2 separate regions of the Lactuca sativa genome follow, and region 2 is linked to region 1. The links are chromatin contacts, called in public Hi-C maps. All regions are on one chromosome and are shown on one strand. Each heading gives the region's core, a stretch centred on a gene start, on an enhancer-like site or on the middle of the called end of the contact. The rest is flanking DNA. Distances are from core to core; before and after follow the strand shown.

The links. A called contact is a pair of places that touch in the nucleus more often than the background predicts.
Region 2: a contact with region 1 is called in a Hi-C map of seed, with 7 times the contacts expected there. The contact joins the promoter of LOC122194540 here to the promoter of LOC111877393 in region 1. A contact is called at or near these places in 3 of 4 Hi-C or Micro-C datasets (bud, leaf and seed).

The regions. Positions count from the first base shown.
Region 1 is chr1:172,062,520-172,069,922 of Lsat_Salinas_v11, forward strand. It overlaps LOC111877393 (zinc finger A20 and AN1 domain-containing stress-associated protein 5), which reads left to right and starts at 3,898. Exons shown (of 1, transcript XM_023873924.3): 1 at 3,898-4,892. The coding sequence starts at 4,073. The coding sequence ends at 4,567.
Region 2 is chr1:172,279,864-172,286,375 of Lsat_Salinas_v11, forward strand. LOC122194540 reads left to right here and starts at 1,632. Exons shown (of 2, transcript XM_042895516.2): 1 at 1,632-2,394; 2 at 2,885-6,512. The coding sequence starts at 5,211. The coding sequence ends at 6,356.

The DNA of each region.
Region 1 (7,403 bases), core at 2,648-5,147:
TGAAAACTTCACTCTGAATCTGGTCACAAAATCAGGCCAGGTCATGGCCTCCAGAGTCGGTGCTCCCAAAGCATGGTCGACCTCCTCCCACCCGTCATATCGTCGATATCTTAGCAAACAAGCAGCATACCTCACCTTTAGCCCCTCAAGGAAGAGGCTCATCTTCTGGGCGCTTTCCATATCTGCAACCAATCTCCTACTGATAATGAGGCCCTTCTTCCCAAAAGAATTCCTATGCACCGTAAGCCCAAAAGTTATTGAATGAGAGCGTGAGTGAACCCAACTGTCCGGCGGCTATCTGCCTAAAAATTCTTAAATCACAACTCTTTCAAATGCACAGTACATTCCTTGATCGACCCGAACATCACATGGGTCACATCAAGGATACCTCACATAATATCAAACGTAATGACCTCACGTAAACCTACATCAATAGGTTTGACACTAGAGCCTGAATCTAAACCAGAAGCTCTTCCTCATGTCATCACCATACTGAAAATAAACAATGCAAACTATCAGAAAACACTCGGAGAACTCCACACACTACAAGCTCCTTAGTAGCTCCGTGACCTCCATTAGTTTGAGTATTGATCCTGTGCTTTGAGTAGTACGGGCCCATTACTACCTCCAGACCTATCCGTACTCACCCCAAGGGTTTTCCTAAATCCTCCAAGTTGCTTCCCTATTATCAAATACTTTAATCGCACAGAAAAATTCCCTATGTGCTAACACCTCCTTGGCTTTCCTAGGGTTCCCTCCACACCACTCTCTGCCATTAGCTGCAAAAGAAACTCCCCCTAACACTTTCTAACTACCTCCCGAATACAGCTACATACTACGGGCACTAGATAATCCTTCAACTACAAAACGGTTGGACTCAAACAAGAGCTACAAAATAAAGTTAACCCTAACTTTCTAAAATTATCCAATCTCTGTAAAATGTAACTTAACGTATACGCTTAGTATTTAGTTTATATTAATGGTACTCCCTAAAGCATAAAGCAATTATCATTCGAGAATCGAGTAATTCATAACAAAGCATAACCTAATCATGTCAATCTATCCAATATCTGAATCCATACTAGCATGCCGTTCTCATATACTCAAATCAACATAAATCATAAAACATGTATGGGTATTTTGGGAAATACTTACTTGAGCTCGGTCGATTGCATGCATCATACCTCTTCTTTCTATAAATTTTTTTAGAAAATCATTTCTTTTATAATTTTTTTACCAATTCCGTAGTTTGAGTTCATGCACACTCGAGAGAGTGCCTGAATCCCTCAAATCAGGGCTCTGATACAAACTTGTAACACTCCAAAATATTCCATGTAAAAAGTTTTTGTTTTAAGTCTATCAAAACCATCATCTATTCATTCCAAACCCATTGAAGTGTGAAAATGTATAAAATAGTTATCAAAGTACAAATCATATCATAAAATATGGAACACTAGTTGATGCGATGCAATCACGTCGAGCTCTTCCCTTTGGAACTGGAAGTACCTAAAACATAAACATAAAACCGTAAGCACAAAGCTTAGCGGGTTCCCCAAAATACCACACACCATACATACAATTGCTATGGACTACCCCCAGGGTCTTACAATCCAAGTTCCATGGGCTTCCCCCATGGTATTTCATGCAATTGCAATGAGCTGGCCCTCATGGTCTTTCATACAAATGCCATTAGCTACCCCCATGGTCTTTCATGTAATTGTCATGGGCTACCCCCATATTCTTTTATACAAATACCATGAGCTACCCCCAGGGTCTTCCATGCAAGAATCACAAAGACAAATAACATACTACACAGTTAAGTGGGTCGACAATGGTGCCTTCGACCCACAAGTACAATGAGAAAATTCACCTCAATCTAAAGATAAACAAATCTCACAATCGAGCTGCTGCTATAAAAGCTCCTCATATTGAACATATCCAAAATAACCATAATTAACAATTTGGGTGATAATCCATAATTTAAGGGTTCATTACATACTTTGTCTCTCTAAGATAAAATACCATTTTACCCTTCAAAGGCAAGTCCCTTCAAAAAATGGCCTAAAGCCCTAAAAATGGCAAATTCCTCTTCCGGGGCTACGTCTTGCATACTCTTGCTTTATGCCTTGCGTAGATAGTTAGAAATATGGGCCAAACCGGGCTATGCGTTGCATAGCCAGGTTTACGCGTTATGTAACATTGTAGTTTTCGAACTCCCACATTAAGCCCTTAATGTCTTAAGACCAAACGTTCAACACTTAGATCTGAACCTAATGGACGTCTAAAAGGATAAAGTTCCCAACTTTATGCCTTTGCATGGCTTAATAGAGCCCAAAACCAAACCCTAGTCCATACCACCCTTTAGTGACCTCAAACCCTTGCATGGGTGAAATATAGCAACAAAGATTTCATTTTTATGACATATGATCCTCAAAAACAACATAAGATGACAATCTTAAGCTCTGGAGTAGCTTTTACTCACAAAAACCAAAACTAGGGGACCAAAAGCTTGGAAACCAAGAATCTAACCTAGATCTAAACCATAGAACCATAAAGGTGGGAGCTTTATACCTCCTGAAGTTTGCAAAAGAGATGAAAGCTCTGGATCTTCAAGCTTGAGCCACACCAATCCACAATGATATACTTCTCTTTCTTCAATATGTACCAAGAACACACAAAAGGTCTCAAACAAGCTCACAAGGGATTAGGATTTTGAAATGACAACGTGGGAGAATGGAGGCTGATGATAAGGGAGGCCTTAAGGGACTTAAGGTCTTTAAATATGGTCTTGACTCTAAAAAACCAGGGTTTGGGTTCTGAGTAATTACGCCCGACATAGGGATTGTACGCCCTGTGTAGAGCATAAAGTCCCCGCATCCATTTAATGACTTACGCCCCATGTAATTCATTCGTAAGGACCGTTTTTTCAAGAAAAAATGTATATTTGAGCTATGAATGAAAAGTATCTGAGAAACAGGTGTTACAACTACACCAATCACCAAAAGCATCATTAGGTGTAAATAAATGACCAATACTAATCGAAGGTCAACCCTTAGCCAAAAAACTTTAATCCACCAAAGTTTGACCTAAACTCAAATTGATTAAAAGTCAACGGTTAACTGTTAAAGTCAATGGTCAATGAGTCAATGCACCGTGACCAAGCTCATGGTCGCATCGCTATCATAGGCGACAAAATAGTTGTGAATCCGGTTCAAAGACATATTATTGTTTTTGTCTGTGAAGTTAAATATATCCTCTTAACTTTTGTTTTTATTCATATATACTCACCATATTAAGACAATTATCAAAATAAAGTTTAAAAATTAAAAAGAAAAAAAACAATTAATAAATTTCACATGTTATTATTTTATACAAATACAAAATGGTATTTAATTTCTCATTTTAATTAATCAACTCTAATGATTAATGAACAAATGATCAGGTTTGACATTTAATGGTAAAATAATCACTAAGGATGGAACATTTTCCATTAGGACGGGTTCTTACAGGCTTTTCTTCAGAAAAATAAAAGACTTTTTCACTCCAACGATAAAAGCATTAAAAAACTTCTTCAAAATAAAGCTCTTGATTAAACTTAGAGGTTATTTTAAGTTTTTAATGCATAACGTTATAAAAACATATATTATAATTTACTTGTTTGAAACATTAAAAAGACATTTGCTTACAAGTTTTTATTTTAAAAAATTTCAAAGCTTTTTGTCACGGGCGAAATTGGGCCCTGATGGAGTAATAAACACGTCAGACGTAGTAATCCTACTGCGCTTGACCCTGACCCCACCGTTTATGAAATGCCTGGAGGGTAAAATGGTAATTTGACGTCACAATTTGCATGATGATAACGCGTCCCTTGCGATAACCATTAGCCCTTTTCCCCCTTCCCTTAATAAACCTCCCCCCTCCCCTCCATTTCTCTCGCCAACCCAAAATTTCCATTTCGATTAATCAACGACAACTGAAAATTTTCATCTCTCCAACGCCGATCGCTTCTCAGGGTGATTGAATTGTTTTCGTTGTCCAAATTTGTGATTGTTTTAAAGGTTTCTGTTTGAAGATGGCTCAGAGGACTGAGAAAGAAGAGACGGAATTCAAGGCTGTACCTGAAACCTTGACTCTCTGCATCAATAACTGCGGCGTCGTTGGAAATCCGGCGACAAACAATATGTGTCAAAAGTGCTTTAACGCCACCACAACCTCCAGTTCAACCACGTCAACGCAACGAAGTACTCGTGGTAGATCTGGCTCCTTGAGGTCTCCGACGAGGTCAACGTCTCGCGATGTATCGGTTGATCTGGTTGTAGATCGGACGGTTTTGATGGTTGATGAACAACCAAAGGAGAAAACGACGGCTAAGGTTGTAAATCGGTGCTCCGGTTGCCGGAAGAGGGTAGGTTTGACCGGATTCCGGTGCCGGTGTGGCGATCTATTCTGCGCGGAGCACCGCTACTCCGACCGTCATGACTGCACCTATGATTATAAGACCGCCGGTCGGGAGGCGATCGCGAGGGACAATCCGGTGGTCAAAGCGGCAAAAATTGTTAGAATTTAAATTAAATTATTTTCCACAAATTTTTACATATGTTTGCCAAATTTGATTTCTTTGATCGAAAAACTTTTATAAACTTACGAGATCAACGCTCGATCTCTTGTTTCTATCATCTCTTGTGGAAATTAATTATTGAATTCAATCATCTGCTTGGAGATGAGATAGATTGATTGATCGAGTATCATCTGAAATTCTCCCGTTGGAATTGTTCTGCTTTATTTGGTAGAGATTCAATTATTAGGTTTCATTAGTATTGTTGTATGATTGATCATCCGGTGCTCAAAATCAATTAGTGTAATATAATTAATGAAAGGAAGATCTTCTTCAATTTTCTTGATTTTCTTGATCTGTTTAATCTATTGTTCTATAATCCATATTATGAAACCATGTTCTTCATCAAGACCACAAAAGACACCTAAAGCATAGCGACGGAATCGGACCTACGCACACAGGCTTTTAAGCTGTCCCGGTTTTGAGTCATTATCGGGTCCATCTTTTTTTGTGGGGCACCGGTTGGACCGGTAATTTTAAGTCTTAACTTGTCCTTTTTTTATAAAAAAGAAAAAGAAAAACAAGGAGACACATTTTAATACTTTCATAACGTAAAAGCATTTCTAGCAAAATGTCGCCTTTAAAAAATTCAAAATTTCAATCAAATTGGTGTTAACATCATGAAACCATATGGTTTTAAATGTTTATTGTGATACGATTTACTTTTATATTGCAAAAAGATTATTCTCTTAAGAAATAATTATACTCTAAAATATGCTGTACAAGAAGTGTTAAGAAGTTTTGACTGGTAACATTATAATAGCATTTTATTTATAAATGATTAGGGTGGTCTACCAGTTATTATCTGACATGGAACACTTTAATGGTTATATTGGTTGAAATTTCATTTTTTTTCTTAAAAAATTGATTATAAGTAGTTAATTATAGGTTTATTTTTTATAAAATAGTCAATGGGGTGTATAAGGAAGATGTCTTATTAGCATCATCCTATATAAAATGATATAAAAAATATGTTATTATTATTATTATTATTATTACAAGATATATTCAAGACAATATAAAAAAGAATACAATATGCTAGTTGAAATGTTAGTTAAAATGTTATTCTAAAAAGTTTTTTTTAAAAAAAATTAAGTTATCAGTTATTTTTTAGTTATCAAACACGACAACTTAAAAAAAATCAAAATTAACTAAGTTAGTTACGAAGTGTTGAACATATATATATTCTCTTACAACATTTTTTTTGCCACGTCATCACCATATTATTTTCCTTTCACCCTCTCAGATAGAAAATAGCCTCTAAAAACATACAACAATGGGTGTTAACTATACAAGATCAAGAAACATATAGAAAAAAAGAAAAGAAAATATACAACAATGGGTGTTAACTATACAAGATCAAGAAACATATAGAAAAAGAAAAGAAAAGAGAACGAATGCAATGAAATGGTCTTTACGTAGAGAAGGTCAACACACCACCACACATCAAACAATGTGATATTCATCGCACCACCGTGATAACACCTTATCTTACCGTTTTACACTGTATTATTACTCCTAGTTGCCTAACGCGTGTCTTTGGTCATCCATTTAATGAATATATTTTTTTGTTATTGTCTTATCACATTTTCAATAATTATATAGAATAAAATATTATTAACTTCAATATATTCTGATAATTAATTATTTTTAAAAATCTTTATTTTGGAAATAAACTAATTTATCGTAATATTTGTCAATATTTCAATAACCATTCATTATGTTTAAGCATATATATATATATATATATATATATATATATATATATATATATATATATATATATATATATATATATATATATATATATATATATATATATATATAAAAAACTAGAAATACTTAACAATAACATCAAATAAAATTAATATCTTACAAATACTACTAGTTATAGAATCACATTCTATTTTTATATTGATGATACGTCACTTCTTCGATCTTATGTTATCTGAAAACTGACATGCTCTTATATGCGACCTATCGACATAAACAAAGCGTCAGGAGCTATATTGATGTTAACCCCTTGGTATTGCATGTTGATGTAAGTTGTATTGTTCTTCTATGCTTAAGTTACGGTAATATTGCATGTTGATGTAAGCTAACAGTAGGGGAAAAGAGAGACTATTCCTACCTTATGACTTGTTTTTTGAAAAATGATTATTTTTGCAAGTATTTTTTAGCAATACGAACGAGTTTCTCCATTTTCGAGTCAAAGGCGGTCCGGGAAGTAAAAAATTCGAAAATTTTGTTATATTTTTTGGATTTTCTTGGATTTGTGCAAAACGTTTATGCCGTGTGTCAAGGGGGAGTTTTGTATGGAAAATTCCAAATTGAGCGTTTTCTCATTTACTTTTCGGTTTTATAATCATATTTCAAGTATAAAAAGGGGGAGAGATTTGAATATGAGAATTCGAAAGTTGTGAATTTTTCATATTAGGCAAATTTGAAGAACGATGTGACCTTGAGAAAAAGAAGTTTATGAATTGGTTTGAATTGTAAATTCTAAAGTGATATGGGTTTTTTCCTGTTTCATGAATGATTTGGACATAATGAAGATTTTTGGGGTGTGTTTTTATGCTTAAAGTTAGGTAATTGATTGTGGAGATTTAGACACTTCAAATTACCTTTTGATGCTCGGATTGTAATGTCTCACACTCCAGAACCCAGATTGGAAAATCATTGAAGATTTGAAGACTTGATGCTCATTTCTACATTTGTAACGCTTGAGGATTCGTTTGTGAAGTTGCTCTTTTTGGAGATTGAAGCCGAGTCATCCATTCCTAACTTT
Region 2 (6,512 bases), core at 382-2,881, 220 kb after region 1:
CCTAAACAGTTTTGTGGACTGATATTAAACATAAGTTCATTATTTTTAACATTTTTTGTTATTTTTTTTACATAATAATAGACCTGGCAAACGTGTCGTGTCGTTTCAGGTTCATGCCGTGTCAAGACATTAAACGGGTTGAGAGTGCTTGACCCTAACCCGACCCGTTTAATTATCGTGTCGTGTCATGTCAACCCGTTTATTTTCGTTTCGATTTCGTGTCGTGTTTCAGGTTAAGGTTTAAACCTTATAAATATGTTGTGTCGTGTCTGGTTGAAACATTCTAAATGTTGAAAAGTAAGAGACATGGAGGGGAAAAATGAAAAAGTGAAATGCTGGAGTTGGGAGGTGAAACGGAAAAAAAAAAATTATACTCCCTCTATCCCATATTTATTGTCCATTTTTTACTTTTCAAGTTTTTATTTTACTACTTTGACCTTAAATTGTTTTATTTGTGTTGTAAATTACTTGATAAAACTTATAACAATGAAAAGACATTTAAAACACAATCCATTCATATATTTTACATTAAGTGTTATATATCAAAAACAAAAATATTTAATGTCAAATTTAAAGAATAAAGACTTCAACAGTCAAAATTATACAATAAATATGGAACGGAGATAGTGGTAAGTTTCGAAAACAAATTGGAAAGAGTTGAGAGTTAGGAAGCAAATGAGATAAGTAGTGAGAATGAGTAAAATTAAGTCATTTTGAAAGTTTGAATTTTACTTTTAATTCTTGAATTTGGGCCACTAAAAATGTATAATAATGAAACTATTTATAAATATATATATATATATATATATATATATATATATATATATATATATATATATATATATATATATATATATATAAACGGGTCATCTTCGAGTTGAAGTCTTGACCCTTACCCTACCCGCTTAATTATCGTGTCGTGTCGTGTCAACCCGTGTACATAAACGGGTCGAAATAACTGACCCTAACCGGCTAACTTCGTGTCGGGTTGTCGTGTCGTGCAAGATTTTGACAGGTCTACATAATAATAACTTAAGGTGTTAGTGTATTAAAAGAATTAATAATAATAACCGAAAACAAAAATAAAAAAAAAACGAAAAAAAAATTAAAAAACTAAAGATCCACAGAGTTGTTCCTGTTCCTCAGAGGGTTTAATGGATCCGCAGAGCACTCTCACGGATCTTGTGGTTATTTTACAACTAGGTGTAAAACTCATGTATTACATGGATTCATTTTATAGAAAAAATATAAAATCCAAACATTTGAAAAGTTTAAATTTATAAGAAAAAAATAGAAAAATATTGAATTATTAAAATTAAATTGATTGTTTTTCTTTTAAATTAAACTAATAATATAGATAAATAAACAAAGAAAACTAATAAAAACTTTAATTTTGAATATTTTAAATTAAAAGGAAGTCAATTAATGAAAATGATATGCATTTATTATTATTATATTTATTGCAATTATTATATTTGAATATTATGTGGAAATTAATAAAATAAAGAAACCACAAAATGTCATGTGAAAAAAACTTAATTGAAAATAACAATAAAATAACATGTTGCCAAATCAACCAGAATGTAACATGTATCAAAAAGTTTTTTATTTATTACAAGGAAACTTTATTTTCATTTTTGGTTATATACCGAAAATTCTATTTGAAAAATTGTGCAGAATCATAAGGAAAGTAAAGAGCCATTAAAGTCTTTTGTATATTGTAAAATTACGAGGTGCTATCAAAAGAAAATTGTGAATGTTGTGCATCACAAATCAAGCTGACGGGCATTTTGGTTGAAGTTGATGAGACTTTCACGCTGAGGTGCTTTCTATTTGGATTCAGCTGATTTTCTCAACTAAAGTACACGCTGGCTTCAAGTTCTTGTTGTCCCACACTGATGTACGTACTCACTGATAAGATTCACGCTGGCCGTTATCCTCAGCCCTAACACTCAGTGTCTCCTTCCAACATCCTTAAGAATATCTTAATTTAGTTTTTTGTCATCTGTTTGTCTCAAATACTCAGCTTCTTTATTTTCATCCATTAGTCTTTCACACTGCAATTCAAGCTGATCAAAAGTTCACACTGATGATCGCTAATCATTCACGTTGATTGGTTTTCGTTGAATCTCACCTGTCTCCCACAAAGTTCCATCTGGCTTCACAGAATTCCACTAGCTTCATCCTTATCCGCGTCTTTTCAGAAAAGCAAGAGTCTTTGTGTGTTCGACGCCAAGGGGCAGTTTGGTCATTATACTACAGGTATTGATGAATATGTTCAGGGGCAATTTCGTAACTTCACTACAAGTCTGAGAGTCAACAACCTGTTCTGCAAAAGTCATGTGATTGTTACCACCAATGTTCAACAACCATAGCTTCAGTGTCATCTTCAGAGTATGATCTCTAATAATTCACGCTGAGCCCTTTGTTTTCTTAAGAACCTTATTCTTATTTTTCATTATGAGCTGCTTAGTATGGATGAAATTTTTTTATCTCATAGAGTCATATGTCGTATCTTTTGAGAATTCAAAATAAAGAGATGCTTCCATAAGGGTATTTTGTCCGGCCAACATAAGAAAAATAAACGAAGTGAGAAGGACGCAATGGCATGAACGTTATTTTAAAGGGATGGCTAAATATTTTCGGTTCATGATTTGATTTTGTTGAGAAAATTTCACAATGTTTGTCGCTGATTGAGATCCTCCCTCCTCTATTTCCTACCATAGATTTTGTTCAACAAAAGAAGGAAAAATGGACTGATGGTTCCTCATGATCAAGAAAAGTTCTTGTTTTCCATTACTTTACTGTTCTCAATTTTGTAAAACTATGAAATCTAAAAGTATACTTAGATGATTCATCTTCTTCTATCTTTATTGTCGAGAAGGATGTAGGGAACGAAGATATTCATCAAACAGAAATTGATGAGCGAAGTCTCTGGTATGGAGTCAATCTCGTTGAGCTGAACAACTTTGAAGAGCCAATTCTCTTGGGAGAGAAAAGCTATGGGACCCACACCAGTGAACAATTATGAAAAAAGGACAAAAAAAAAAGCAAGGGTATTTTTGGTCCATGTTATCACAAAGGTTTGAAGACTGTGATTCTTGCTTGGACCGATGGATAAATAGTCTATTCTTTGTCATGACACAACTAAAGGTGGGTGCAGTAATAGTTGAAGAAAGTCATGTTGGTTATGATAAAGTTGTCACAAAACGAACGAAAGGGAAGGTCAAAGCCTATGGTTTGCTGGTCTAACTCCTATTAAAGCTGCAATAGAGGTACAAACTCTCGTCAAGACTCATTCCAGCGTGATCTGACCTCAGAATGGTTTATTTTAGTCTTTTTGCATTCATGATTCATTAAGGGGTGTTAAGGGACTGTACGGTCTTTTATGATGTTTTTACATTTCAAACTCAAAAGAAATCAAAAGCATAGGATATGAAATGAAAAGAACAAAAAAAAAAAGTTGGCATGGGTCTAACAAGGGCATTATCGGTATTTCTGGATTCTGCTCTAATTCTTAGGTGGGCTGTTTGAATAAATTCTTTTAAGCAAACTGAAGCAGATCAAGTGGGCTAGACTATATGTGATAGTCAATGGTATTATTCTCCTTCGTTGCTATCCATCAAGAAACAGGAAGTCTCGTGAGTCCATTGAGAACCGAAGCAAAGTAGCTATATGTGATAGTCAATGGTATTATTGTCCAGTTTGTGTCAAACAATAACAAGATTATAGAAGGCTGTTATGCATTCACTCACGTACAACATTATAGAAAGGGGTAAGATGGGAAATCAACGTACTAAAGATAATTTTATTAGTTCAAGGCTTTAGGGGCATTTTAGGCATTTTATAGTAATTAGCTATTATGGCAGATACTATAAGAAGGGGGTAGTGGGCAGGGAGTGAGGTTTCTATCTTTTGTGTGAAAATTGGAATTCATTCCTATTAGGAGATTAGCTATCTCGAATCAGCTAAACTATCTTCATTCTTGTAATCATTTGGTATTATCGAGTGTTTTCAATCAATATTAGAGTCTTTGACTGTTTATGTGTTATTGAATCAGTTCTTAGAATCCAGTTCATAAAAAATGGTATCAGAGCATTCATTAGGTATTAGGGCTGGAGATAAAGGAGGGAAGGAGGCTGGAGAAGCTCAACTCAAGAGGATTGAGTTGCTAGAGATAGAATTAGGGAATTTGTACGATCCAATGGAGAATCAAGGGCATCTGATCCAACATAACACTTACACCATAGCCTCTCTCCAGCTGAAGATGGACCAGAAGTTCGAAGAGGTTTTGATGGAAATAGAAAAGAGCTGCCCAGAAGAACCAAATGGAAAGAAATCAGTGTGAGAAGAGCACAACAGCGACCCTGATTTTTCGCTGGTGGAGACGACGAAATGGACAAACCCTCTCGGTAAGGGATCTAGTAAAGGTTCAAGAAATGGAACCGGAGGTGGTTCCGGCGGCAGAGGCGGCGACCATACTACCGGAGGTGAATGCAGAGGAGGGATCAACTGGAGATTTCACAAATGTGAGATGCTCTTGTTTGATGGAACTAACACAGAGGAGTGGATTTTTAACATGGAAAGGTCATTCTATTCATATGAAGATGAAGAAATGATGGAAGTTGCTATGAGGTCTCTAGAGGGCAACACCTTAGTTTTCTATGAATGGGAGCATCGGGGCGACCCATAAAAGATTGGGAGGAGTTGAAGGGCCTTATTCGTCGTCGATTTCGCTCTTTAAGGGTTACAGCAGAATGGCAGTTTAGTGCAGTTTCCCAGGTGAAGACACCATCGAAGTATCGGAGTAGCGTGCGTCCGGAGGTAACGAATCCGTTAGATGATGGACGAGAAGAAGTGCTTTTAGGTTTTCGCAAAAATGGAATCGGAACGAACAATTGGGCCAAAATCACAACCTTAGACTCACATAAACCAGATCAGAAAATGGATCGGAAAAAGGTAACAATTGCAACCCAAGCCTTGTCATTACTAAATCAGTTAAGGGTGTAGAAAACTCAAGTCTACTGAAGATTAAAGCAACGATACCCAAATTAATCAGAATCGACAATTGCTTCACCATCACTCATGCAAGCACCACCTTCTTCGATCCTCAATTCAAACTCAAACATGGAGTTCTCGCTCCAATCACACACAGATCGTCATCAACTCGACTAGTGTTCAATTTCACTGTTTCATCCAAGATAAATCATATGGCGATAGATATCGTACATGATGCTGAAATTCAACAAGAAGTGCGACATCATGAGATAAATGATCCTTCAGAAAATTCTAAAGACGAGAAATATCATGGGGCCAATGGCATATGGAGGGAGTTGTCTGAGATAAAGCTATCAACGCTTCTTTCTATTATTAAGGTTTTGGTTGACTGTAGTAGCGTTATTGATCAGTTATGTGTGACAAAGCTCATTCTACATGATCAACAATTTTTCCAGAAGCTGATGGATTTGTTTAGAGTGTGTGAAGATTTGAAGAACTATGAGGACCTTCACATAATATACAAAATTATCAAACGGATCATCCTCATTAGTCCACAAATCCTTGAGAAAATATTTTCTGATGAACTAATAGTGGACATTGTTGGATGTCTTGAATATGACCCTGATGTACCACACGTCTGCCATTGCAACTTACTTAAAACACATGTATTTAAGGAGCCAATACCAGTTAAGAATTCCCTAGCTTCATCAAAGATGCATCAAGCATACAAAGTCAGTTACCTCAAGGATGTTGTTTTACCTAGATTATTGGATGAGGTAACAATTGCAAGCTTGAATTCCATAATCCACTCAAACAATAGAATGGTTGTGACTATGTTGAAAGATGATACCAACTTTGTGAATGATTTGTTTACGAGGAATCTTGTATCTGAAGGCATATTTGAAGTGATTGGTGATGGGATTGTTCACCAGAAAGAATCTGATGTACATGAGCACTCACTGATGATTGATTCAATAATAGATGAAAATGTTGCTTTGATTATTGACCCTTTGGCTCCTTTAATGGAAGCGGTTAAGAATGAATTTATTGAGACCGAACTTGTTGATAATATGGAGTTGCCGCCAACTCTAATTGAGAAGATTAAAGAGGAGGTTAAACTAAAGACGATGAAAGTTCACGTGTATGAGAATGATTGCTTACAGGTGGGGGACCTAAAGTATGTAGGGAATCTGACCAAACAAAGTGTGATTGAAGTTGGAGAAGTGTTTGGACATGAACATATTTATGTTACCTTATGTAGTGTGGTTGATTTTCTTGACCAACATATCAAGAAGCATGACATCAAGAAGGGTAGAATGGGTGTTCGGGTTGTCGAGAATGATGTTTTGGAGTTTTAACATCTTGACATATTGGGGGTGTTGCATACTGAGGTGATGGAGGTGCTAGGGGTTGAGAGCAAATCATCCAAGCTTGGAAAATCCAAAGAGGCAGTAACCAAGGTTGTTGTACACGTTACTACTGAAGTTATTATGACTTCAACTGAAAGAAGACCA